2 separate regions of the Podarcis muralis genome follow, and region 1 is linked to region 2. Evidence: chromatin contacts called from public Hi-C data. All regions are on one chromosome and are shown on one strand. Each heading gives the region's core, a stretch centred on a gene start, on an enhancer-like site or on the middle of the called end of the contact. The rest is flanking DNA. Distances are from core to core; before and after follow the strand shown. Region 1 holds the start of INTS10 (integrator complex subunit 10). Region 2 holds the start of USO1 (USO1 vesicle transport factor).

What was found. Hi-C and Micro-C count contacts between places; a contact is called where the count stands out from the background.
Region 1: a contact with region 2 is called in a Hi-C map of blood, with 2.1 times the contacts expected there. The contact joins the promoter of INTS10 here to the promoter of USO1 in region 2. A contact is called at or near these places in 2 of 3 Hi-C or Micro-C datasets (blood and tail).

What each region holds. Positions count from the first base shown.
Region 1 is chr13:48,796,182-48,802,072 of rPodMur119.hap1.1, forward strand. INTS10 (integrator complex subunit 10) reads left to right here and starts at 3,335. Exons shown (of 16, transcript XM_028701723.2): 1 at 3,335-3,524; 2 at 5,774-5,841. The coding sequence starts at 3,396.
Region 2 is chr13:48,643,758-48,649,674 of rPodMur119.hap1.1, forward strand. It overlaps USO1 (USO1 vesicle transport factor), which reads left to right and starts at 2,569. Exons shown (of 26, transcript XM_028701715.2): 1 at 2,569-2,785. The coding sequence starts at 2,720.

The DNA of each region.
Region 1 (5,891 bases), core at 2,085-4,584, 150 kb after region 2:
CCCCTGACAGTTGTCCAGTCGCTGATGACTCTGGGGTTGCGGCGCTCATCTTGCTTTACTGGCCGAGGGAGCCGGCGTTTGTCCACACACAGCTTCCAGTTCATGTGGCTAGCATGACTAAACCACTTCTGGCAAACCAGAGCAGCGCATGGAAACGCTGTTTACCTTCCCACTGGAGCGGTACCTATTTATCTACTTGCACTTTGACGTGCTTTCAAACTGCTAGGCTGGCAGAAGCTGGGACCGAGCAACGGGAGCTCACCCCGTCGCAGGGATTCGAACCGCCGACCTTCCGCTTGGCAAGCCCTAGGCTCAGTGGTTTAGACCACAGCACCACCCACCTTAGGAATCCCTAAAAGAGAGATTGAGAGATCTTTAACTGCCTTTGAGAAACTTTAAAAAAAGTACTATGTTTGATAAATCCGGGTTTATGCAGAGATAAATGTCATCCTGAGTCATTAGGGCGAAACTGGCTAAACACATGCATGCACATGTTTACAGACCTGAGACAGACTGAAAGATCCACAATATCATTCTTACAGAGCACAGGCAGGAGAAGAAACAATTAGGTGGAAGCGTTTTCCCCCACAGCTGACACAAACAAGTTTCCACTGTGATGACTCGGCTAAGGTTCCCTCTATGCTAGCACAGTCCAAAGAGGGAGTCTAAAGAGGGAGCCATATTTTATACGATGGTGATACTTAACACCTGCAGGCACAGAATATGCAAAGGCTCATATAACAGATCCCTCAATTAGCATGAAATGCCCCCCATCTCTTGTTTTAAAAGACAAAGAAAGGCAAGTATGAAATGCCACCTGTTTGGATCTTCCATAGAGAGACCAAAAATATTTCTTGCTGAAAAACAGCTCAAGGCTGCAAATCTGATGGTTGAGCTGGAAATCTCATGCATCTTCATTAACAGCACTCGCCAGAACCAAATGCATAAGGGATAAAGACAGCAAGTCACAATAAACAATGCTGCTGTAACCACAAATTGCTTGGCCAGCCATAATATGCTCAGGTTCTTTTAGTGCTGAATTGAATTAACTAACTTCAGTAGATAAGATTTTGAAGTACACCCTCCTTCCATCTTTATAGAAGGTTGTTTTGAACTGTTTTTAGATGTTTTAATTGTATTCCTATTGAAATGTTTTCCTGGGCTCCTTTTGGGGAAGGTGCAGGGTTATAAATTAAGAAATTAATTGTTCTTATTACTGATTAAAAACTGCAGCTGCATAGAATCTTGTCAACATGAATGGATAGCGGTTATGAAATGAATGAAAATAAGCAGAAGCTTCAGCCAGACAAGATGGAAGTGCTATTAGCTGGGTGTTTTACTGGTCTAGATGGAGCTGTGTTCTGTGGTCTGGGTGGAGTTGCACCAGAGGCAGTTTCCCCACGCTGGGCACCAAACTGCCTCATAGACAGGCTGGCCCTGTTTCTTGCTATCCACAGCAATTGCAGCCTGAAGGTCTTTTGATCATTGATATGGAGAGACTGTTGGGACGCGGGTGGCGCTGTGGGTTAAACCACAGAGCCTAGGACTTGCCGATCAGAAGGTCGGTGGTTCAAATCACCGCGACGGTGTGAACCCCCGTTGCTCGGTCCCTGCTCCTGCCAACCTAGCAGTTCAAAAGCACGTCAAAGTGCAAGTAGATAAATAGGGAAGGTAAACGGCATTTCCGTGCGCTGCTCTGGTTCGCCAGAAGCGGCTTAGACATGCTGGCCACGACCCGGAAGCTGTACGCCGGCTCCCTCGGCCAATAAAGCGAGATGAGCGCTGCAACCCCAGAGTCAGCCACGACTGGACCTAATGGTCAGGGGTCCCTTTATCTTTACTATGGAGAGACTGAGTGCATGAACACAGTATCATTTACTCCAACTCCAGGGTGCTCCCACTGCTAGTATTTGAAGTAGATTACATTCTTTCCCAGAAGAAAAGCAGAGTGAATGCTCAATGGACAAGTTGCCTGGAAGTGACCATAGTAAAACTCATGCAACTGAATCCTATACATTACTTGAGAAGAAAGTTCCAATGAGGTCAAGGAAGTGTCGATTGCACCCTCTATTTTTAACATAGGGCCAATCCACACTTGCTGGTAAAAGCCTGACCTAAACAAACAAACACACACACACACACTTACTTTAAAGAGAAGCCATTTGGTTCCCCTCCCTCAGTTGAATGTGTGGATTCTACATCTTATTGAAATGTGGGCGAGTCATGATTTTGGAGAGGCAATGTGAATGTGGGGTGTGTGTTATTATTTTGTTATTATGTTTTTCATTTTTGTACTTTTATACTGTTAACGGCTCTGTGATCCTCGGATGAAGGGTGGAATAACAACAACAACTAGTGCTTTATTGCAGAAGTTTATTGCACTGCAAATTTGGGTTTGCATTGCCCCCCCCCCAAAAAAAACCCTCCACCACAAAATCCATCTCAGGTCTCAGTGCAAGTTAAACTTCTTAAATTGTGCCCCCCCCCTGGACAAGACATAACATAACACTCCAACTGAGTTGCATGCAGCTGCTTTTACATTCTCCAAAGCATAATAACAATAATAATAATAATAATTTATTATTTATATCCCATCCATCAGGCTGGGTTTCCCCAGCCATTCTGGGCGGCTTCCAACCAAATATTAAAAACACAATACAACATTAAACAGGGCTGCCTTCAGGTGTCTTCTAAAAGTCAGACAGTTGTTTATTTCCTTGACATCTGGTGGGAGTGAGTTCCACAGGGCAGGCGCCACCACCGAGAAGGCCCTCTTCCTGGTTCCCTGTAACCTCACTTCTCGCAGTGAGGGAACCGCCAGAAGGCCCTGGGCACTGGACCACTTACTGACAGCACCAGAGCCTTGACAGTGGATTCATAGCTGTCAACATTTCCCTTTTCTTGCGAGGAATCCTATTCAGAATAAGGGAATTTCCCTTAAAAAAAGGGGAAACGTTGATGGCTATGAACGGACTGCAGACGCGGGCATTTCAACAGAGGCTGGATGGCTACCAGGGATGCTGTAGTGATTTCATTTCCTCCTTCAGTCTTCGGGATGGAACACGATGCAGCCGCCCCTGCCCAGCTATGCTATAAGCTTTTTAAATTTCCCCGTTGCTTCCTATGGGGAGCAGTCACTTGTAGGGTGGGTGGAAAGGGGTCAGAAAGCAACCCGGAAGTCCTGCCTCAAGAAAATTGTATTGTCAGTCTACAACTTTCATAAGTCTATAATGACACTAGAAACACCGGGCTGGTGGTGGTGGTGGAAACCATGGTAACTGCGGCGCAGGCGCAAAACGCCTCCTCTACGTCACCGGCCCTAGAAAGATGGCGTCGCGAGGCCCGTCTGCGCATGTGCGGGTCGTGAGGGAGCGCGACTCCCGGCAACGGCCAAGATGTCGGCGCAGGGAGACTGCGAGTTCCTGGTGAAGCGGGCGCGGGAGCTGGTCCAGGGGGACCTGTGGGCGGCCAAGGCCTGGCTTATCACCGCGCGGAGCCTCTACCCCGCCGACTTCAACATCCAGGTCGGTGAGGGCGCGCCAGGCTCCGTGCGGCCTCCCCTTAACGGCTCCTTTCCCCCACAATGCTTTGCGCGCCCAAGCCCTTCCCTCCCTTTTTTCGCTGCTGTCCTGCGGGCTCAGCACCATAGAGATAGGAACGCTTAGCACGCCCAGTTCATTTACCTATTTGGGGACAGCGCTTCCGACTTGCCATGTTTTCTTTTCCCTACTTTTTTTTTTTTGCCTGCTTGTTTAAAGAGCTTCAAAGATGGGAAAGCTGCTCTTGGGAGGCGGTGGAGAAATCCAGGCTTCTGCCATGCGAGTCGTTGGGTAGCAAGAGCGCTCACCCTCAATAGCAGAAGCCAATAGCAGTTATCGTGCCTGGAACCGGTTGGAGGATGGATGGTGGCTAATGGGTTGAGGTTGAATCCTGACAAGACAGAAGTACTGTTTTGGGGGGACAGGAGGCGGGCAGGTGTGGAGGACTCCCTGGTCCTGAATGAGGTAACTGTGCCCCTGAAGGACCAGCTGCGCAGCCTGGGAGTCATTTTGGACTCACAACTGTCCATGGAGGCGCAGGTCAAATCTGTGTCCAGGGCAGCTGTCTACCAGCTCCACCTGGTACACGGGCTGAGACCCTACCTGCCCACGGAGTGTCTGGCCAGAGTGGTGCATGCTTTGGTTATCTCCCGCTTGGACTACTGCAATGCGCTCTACGTGGGGCTACCTTTGAAGGTGACCCGGAAACTACAGCTAATCCAGAATGCGGCAGCTAGACTGGTGACTGGGAGCGGCCGCTGAGACCACATAACACCGGTCTTGAAAGACCTACACTGGCTCCCAGTACGTTTCTGAGCACAATTCAAAGTCTTGGTGTTGACCTTTAAAGCCGTAAACGGCCTCGGCCAAGTATACCTGAAGGAGCACCTCCACCTCCATCGTTCTGCCCCAACGCTGAGGTCCAGCTCCGAGGGCCTTCTGGCAGTTCTCTCACTGCGAGTAGTGAGGTTACAGGGAACCAGGCAGAGGGCCTTCTCGGTAGTGGCACCCGCCCTGTGGAACGCCCTCCCATCAGATGTCAAAGAGATAAACAACTACCTGACATTTAGAAGACATCTTAAGGCAGCCCTCTTCAGGGAAATTTTTAATGTGTGACACCTTAGTGTATTTTTGGTCTTTGTGGAAGCCGCCCAGAGTGGCTGGGGAACAAATAATAAATTATTATTATTATTATTTGAATTTGTTCACTGCTTCATTCTGCCCTGGGCAGCCCAGAGTGGCTGACAGCCAAGCAACCTCCCCCCTCCTCTGCCACATAGATACCTTAAAACCATGGGTTGGGGAAGAAATGCATTAGAGTAATAATTTAATAATAATAATTTATTATTTGTACCCCGCCCATCTGGCTGGGTTTCCCCAGCCACTTTGGGCGGCTTCCAACAAAGATTAAAAATACCCCAGTCTCTTCCAAAAAGCCATAGATTGTTTAACTAGCCAAAGCGCTGTCTTTGTTTTAAGGCTTTCATCAGGTAAAGGTTTTTGATGGATTGGAATGCTTGTTTGCTTCTTTGTGTTTTCGTTGATCCTAATATACTAAGGTTACCAGATTTTTTTAAATGAATCCGGGGACACTTTTCAACTTCCTACTAAATAGATGGCTTTTGTCAGGGGACTGATTTGTAAATCTGGGAACGTCTGGTAACCTTATTAAATATACCCCACTGCAATAGTGTAGGAAGTAGTACAGTACTATAATAGGATATACAGATACCTCAAGTGAACTCATTTGTTTATGTTCTAGTGCCCATTGCTCTAAATTGCCTGAAAGTATCACACTGCAATGTTGAGAACAGGCAGCGGTGTAAACATGCTCCAAACAAAACACACTTCACATTTTGGTAAAGATAGATTTAGATGCAATACCCCCATCAACTTACGTTTCAACCCCTACTCTCCAGTCTCTACATTAAATTACTCTCTACATTACTTTCTACTCTACATTAAATGCACAGGCACTTTGCTTTCATACCTCTCAGAGTTCTAAATGGAGATGCCAAACAAATAGGAAAAAGGTTGTTTCTGCCTGTGTCTTTGCCTGCCTTTAAAAAGTGTGTGTGTGTGTGTGTGTGTGTGTGTGTGTGAGAGAGAGAGAGAGAGAGCATGCATGCTTCTGCCCTCTTCGTTTTTTACTGTGGTAAGGTAGAAAGATGTGATATTGAGAAGTTTGATAGAAGGTGTTCTGTATGGCTCATCTTATGCCCTTGTTTTTTCAGTATGAGATGTACACTATTGAACGGAATGCAGAACGTACAGCATCAGCAGGCAGATTGCTATATGACATGTAAGATGCTTTCCATTTTTTCCTTTTTTCCAATCGAGGACTGAAAAAAT
Region 2 (5,917 bases), core at 1,319-3,818:
TATTGTCCATATATATATGGACTATATATATATATATATATTTGCTTTCGTAGATTTTCACGGGTACAGGAATGCAGGTTTTGGTGTCCTCGGGTGTCTTCCCGTGTAAAAGTTGGGGTGTCTAGGCGACGTTTCGACGAGGTCTCACTCGTCATCTTCAGGCTGGTGCTTTCGGCTTCTTGTTACTGGAACAGAGCAGGATCTCAGTGTTTGAGTTCCTATAAATACTGTTGAGGAGGTGTGGTGTATAGCCTCCAGTGTTCTGGGCAGAGAGGAAGTTCCCAGGCTAGTGTGCCTTTTCTTCTTTTGTTCTAAGAATCCACACCTAATGACCCACCTAAGTGGTACTCAGGATATCACTCAAGAAATCACTCAAGATACCCCTCAAGCAATTAAGGAACAAAAGAAGAAAAGGCACACTAGCCTGGGAACTTCCTCTCTGCCCAGAACACTGGAGGCTATACACCACACCTCCTCAACAGTATTTATAGGAACTCAAACACTGAGATCCTGCTCTGTTCCAGTAACAAGAAGCCGAAAGCACCAGCCTGAAGATGACGAGTGAGACCTCGTCGAAACGTCGCCTAGACACCCCAACTTTTACACGGGAAGACACCCGAGGACACCAAAACCTGCATATATATATATATATATATATATATAGTCCATATATATATGGATGTATCGTGCCATATTGGAAGCAAAAAAACTTGTCTTGATGAATTGGAAGAGCCGCAAAAAGATCCCATTGAGCACATGGATTGACAATATGGACAGACTAGTCACCTACGAACGAATTGCATATCGACGCAAATTAAGAATGGATAAATATGAAGAAATCTGGAAGGAATACTTAAGTGATAAGGCGGACAGTGCTGGGAAGTAGGGGGAGGAGAGTTGGGGAAATATTGTTAAAAAGGTGTAGTTATAGGTATATCAGTACTCAAATCTGAATTGTTTTATTGTGTTATTAGTGTTATTGTGGTTTTTTGTATATGGTTTTTGTTGGTATTGTTTGTATTGAAAAAATGATGATTATTATTATTATTTTTAAAAAGACATTCTTTCAAGAAAAGGAAAGCGTTTCCGTATCGACCACACTTCTCGCCCCTGTCAGAGCCGGTCTGGAACCTGGGTGGCATCTAACAAGCGTGTTAAAAACGTTGTGAAAATGCTTTTTTTTAAAAATCGTTTTGAAAAAGGCATTGAATTTGCTATAGCTCACAGTCGCCATCTAGTGCCACAAATTGGATATGGCACTGTACAACACATTCAAAACACTTCATTTGCAGCTGTATAGCTGAGTCCCTGGGCTGCGGCATTTAGAAACATCATCATCATCGGTGTTGTTTTTTATTTTATAGCTACATGCCGCTCTTCAGCCCTATAACCCCCCCCCCCCTGCACACAGTTTAAAATACCATTGTTGTTGTTTAGTCGTGTCCGACTCTTCGTGATCCCATGGACCAAAGCACGCCAGGCACTCCTGTCTTCCACTGCCTCCCGCAGTTTGGTCAAACTCATGCTGGTAGCTTCGAGATCACTGTCCAACCATCTCGTCCTCTGTCGTCCCCTTCTCCTTGTGCCTTCCATCTTTCCCAACATCAGGGTCTTTTCCAGGGAGTCTTCTCTTCTCATGAGGTGGCCAAAGTCTAGGAGCCTCAGCTTCAGGATGTGTCCTTCCCGTGAGCACTCAGGGCTGATTTCTTTCAGAATGGATGGGTTTGATCTTCTTGCAGTCCATGGGACTCTCAAGAGTCCTCCAGCACCAGAATTCAAAAGAACCAATTCTTCAGTGATCAGCCTTCTTTATGGTCCCATCTCTGACTTCCATACATCACTACTGGGAAAAGCATGGCTTTAACTATACGGACCTTTGTTGGCTACCAGCATGAGTTTGACCAAATTGCGAGAGGCAGTGGAAGACAGGAGTGCCTGGCATGCTCTGGTCCATGGGATCACGAAGAGTCGGACACGACTAAACAACTAAACAACAACAAGATGTTCATCAGCCCAATAAAGAAATAAAACAATAATACCATCGCCATATATCAAGCCTGCATACCACCCTTCCCCCGAGAATCACTGTTATTAAAAACCACACTGAAAAGCATAGCGACGAACAGGCTGTGTACACGTGTGTTACACGTAACGTGTGAATCAGCCCCGATGACGTGATGGGCGGTGAGGAAGGGCGAGGCAGTGGAAGACAGGAGTACCTGGCGTGCTTTGGCCCATGGGGTCACGAAGAGTCGGACACGACTAAACGACTAAACAACAAAAACGTTGCAGTTTTAAACGCTTTTAATGGAATGAAATAATAACTAAAGCCAAGCCATGCCTTCTGCATGAGGAGGGCTGGCCTAAATCAAAGCCTGCGCTGAAAAAACAAAACAAGAAAAAAGCTTTCGATTTCCCCTCCATGGGCGGGTTTCAACCCCTAACCTCGTGGGAGAGAAGTCTACAGAAGCCGGAAGTTGAGGCGGTGTGTCCCTCTACCAGTTTCCTCTCTCTAGGGTGACTACCTTTGTGCCCTACACCGGAAGTTCAGGCGGGGTGTCTCTCCGGCGTCGCTCTCGGTAGGATGGCTACCTTTGTGCCACGTCTTGGCGCAGGCGCACTGGCGGCGCTGTTGGCTGCTGACGGGAGCTGACGCGGCCCGAGGAGAGGAGCCGCGGCCTAGCGAGCCTGGCGAGGCGGGGAAGGCCGGCCGGGGAAGATGAACTTCTTGCGGGGCGTCATGGGCGGCCAGAGCTCCGGGCCCCAGCCCTCCGGAGCCGAGACGGTGAGTCCTCCGACGGGGAAGTTCGCTTAGGTGTCCCGTCCCCCCGGCGGCGACCCGTGTCGCCCTTCCCCCGGCGAAGTCCCTCCCTTAGGGCGCCCGGTTGCCTGACGGCCGGCTCCCCGTTCCACTCGCCCTTCCTCACCGCCCATCACGCCATCGGGGCGGATTCACACGTTACGTGTAACACGCGTGTTTGGGCCTTGCGTGTACACAGCCTGTTCGTCGCTATGCTTTTCAGTGTGGTTTTTAATAACACTGATTCTCGGGGGAAGGGCGGTATGCAGGCTTGATATATGGCGATGGTATTATTATTTTATTTCTATATTGGGCCGATGAACATCTTGTTGTTGTTTAGTTGTTTAGTGGTTTAGTCGTGTCCAACTCTTGGTGACCCCCTGGACCAGAGCACGCCAGGCACTCTTGTCTTCCACCGCCTCCTGCAGTTTGGTCAAACTCATGCTGGTAGCTTCGAGAACACTGTCCAACCATCTCGTCCTCTGTCATCTCCTTCTCCTTGTGCCCTCCATCTTTCCCAACATCAGGGTCTTTTCCAGGGAGTCTTCTCTTCTCATGAGGTGGCCAAAGTATTGGAACCTCAGCTTCAGGATCTGTCCTTCCAGTGAGCACTCAGGGCTGATTTCCTTCAGAATGGAGAGGTTTGTTCTTCTTGCAGTCCATGGGACTCTCAAGAGTCTCCTCCAGCACCAGAATTCAAAAGCATCAATTCTTCGGCGATCAGCCTTCTTTATGGTCCAGCTCTCACTTCCATACATCACTACTGGGAAAACCATAGCTTTAACTATACGGACCTTACATCCTTTCAAAGGTGTTGGGGGCGTGGTTATTAGTTTGTTCTTTTTCATGTGTTCTTGTGTTTTTATGCTGTGAGCCAGCCTGCGATCTTCGGGTGGAAGGCAGTATGCACATTAAATAAATAATGCCCCTTTGCCATTTACCAACCACTGTTTGACCTCATCTGCTTTTTCAAACTTGCTGTCCCACCCACTGTCATGTCCATTTATTTGGTGTGAAGGACCATATTTGTCTTCCGTATACGTAGTGCTACTTTACCAGGCCTTTCCATTTAATAAGAGAGAGTTTTGGTAGGTACATCTTTGCTAGCTCTACGCTACAGTTTGCTAAAATGCTTTCTACATTTGTGTGATCATATATTACCCAAAACACTTGTTACCACTCTCTCCTGTCTCCTTTGTCCCCAGTAGTGACATAACTTGAATACAAAATAATTTACCAGACTGACTTCTTGTACATTGTTGTGCAACTTTTGTGTGGGAGTTTGGATTTATGTCACACTATAAATGAGGGTTTAGTAACCTGTGATTCTGTGTATGATGCACACCCAGCACATTTCATATGGACATCAAATATGATACCAATAACTCCCCAAGAAGTACAATCAAAAATTGGGGGGGGGGGTGTGTGTCTATAAAAAGGTCAACAACTTTCAGATTTTCCTAAAAAAAAAAGCTGAACAATTAAAAGCTCAACAACTTTTGGGTGTCCTGGTTTTTACTTTTTGAAATATGGCAACCCTGTTGTTGGATGATTTGTGAAAGATTTCTGATTCCCAGTTGTTTAATAACAGTGTGGTTTCCCATACAGTGGTGCCTCGCAAGACGAAATTAATCCGTTCCGCGAGTCTCTTCGTCTTGCGGTTTTGCCGTCTTGCGAAGCATGGCTATTAGCGGCTATTAGCGGCTTAGCGGCTATTAACGGCTTAGCGGCTGTTGGCGGCTTAGTGGCTTTAAGAAAAAGGAAACAAACTCGCAAGAACTCGCAAGACGTTTCGTCTTGCGAAGCAAGCCCATAGGGAAATTCGTCTTGCGGAACGACTCAAAAAATGGAAAACCCTTTCGTCTAGCGAGTTTTTCGTCTTGCGAGGCATTCGTCTTGCGGGGCACCACTGTACTTGCAAAGGAAGCAAAGTCATTACAGTAGGGCCACAGATTTTTCATTGCCCAAGAGCTCTCACCCTTAGCATCTTAGCTTGTTCAGTTCTTCACCATGTTTCAGACCAGGTGAGTATTTCTCAACTGCAGGAATCTCCTTTCCATTCAGAGCTATATGAAAGTTATCTCGGTGCAGAGGCTGCAATAAAAGATGATGTTTCGTGGCCTTTGATCGCACTGAAGAGTCAAAGGAGAAACAACTCCCTGCATTTTCTGAGTGTTCCCAGTATGTATCACCTTGTTTCTCAGATATGCTGCCAGGAAAATAGCCACTGCTTTGCTGTGCTAAAAACTTTTGAGAGATTACACGCATCTTCATGTTGAGTACTAAACAAAAACCTACTGTCTGCAGTTAATAGAGTGTGTGGGTGTAGGTCTTAACTTGTTTCACTGAAAAATCAACTATTTGAGACACAAAAGACACATTATGTAGAGTTCCATTTGCTTTCCCCTGTTTTCTTTTTAAAAGGTATTTGAGTATTGATAGGCTGCAAGTCTGAGAGAAGGATGCATCGAGAGAGCTTATTTTAATCATCTTTCCCCCACCAGTTGCTTATCAGTTTATAACACCCCCCCCCCCAAAAGCAGCTTTGTTCACCTGTGTCAGGAAAACATGTGGGTATCCTGTAGCACTCCTCCCCACTGTTGAGCTGAAGCAGTACTAAGTGTTAATTGTCTTTGCCTGCTCATTTATCTTTGAAGATTTGAAGCGTGCCCAGATTGATTCTGCTTTGTATTTTAAAACAATATGGAAAGACGAGACTTCATGTCAAGCCTAAAATGCTGCAGTATGCTATTATAAGGAACAGGAGAACTTTGTGATGGATATTAGAGTGTAGCAAAATGTTTGGGCCATAGCTCAGTGATAGAGCACCTTGTATGCAGAAGGTCCCATATTGAATCCCATATTGAATCCCAGGTAGGACTGGGAGATCTGCTGTCAGTCATTGTGGACCAGTGTTCTTCAGCCTTGGGTCTACAGCTGCGTCATCTCCAGAAAACTTACCTAATGCTCAGGGAAGATGACCGCTGAATGGTGTTTACGTTGGTATGTACTGTGTATATGCACACATATACAGATACATACATACACACACACACAGGGACGCGGGTGGCGCTGTGGTCTAAACCACTGAGCCTAGGGCTTGCCGATCGGAAGGTC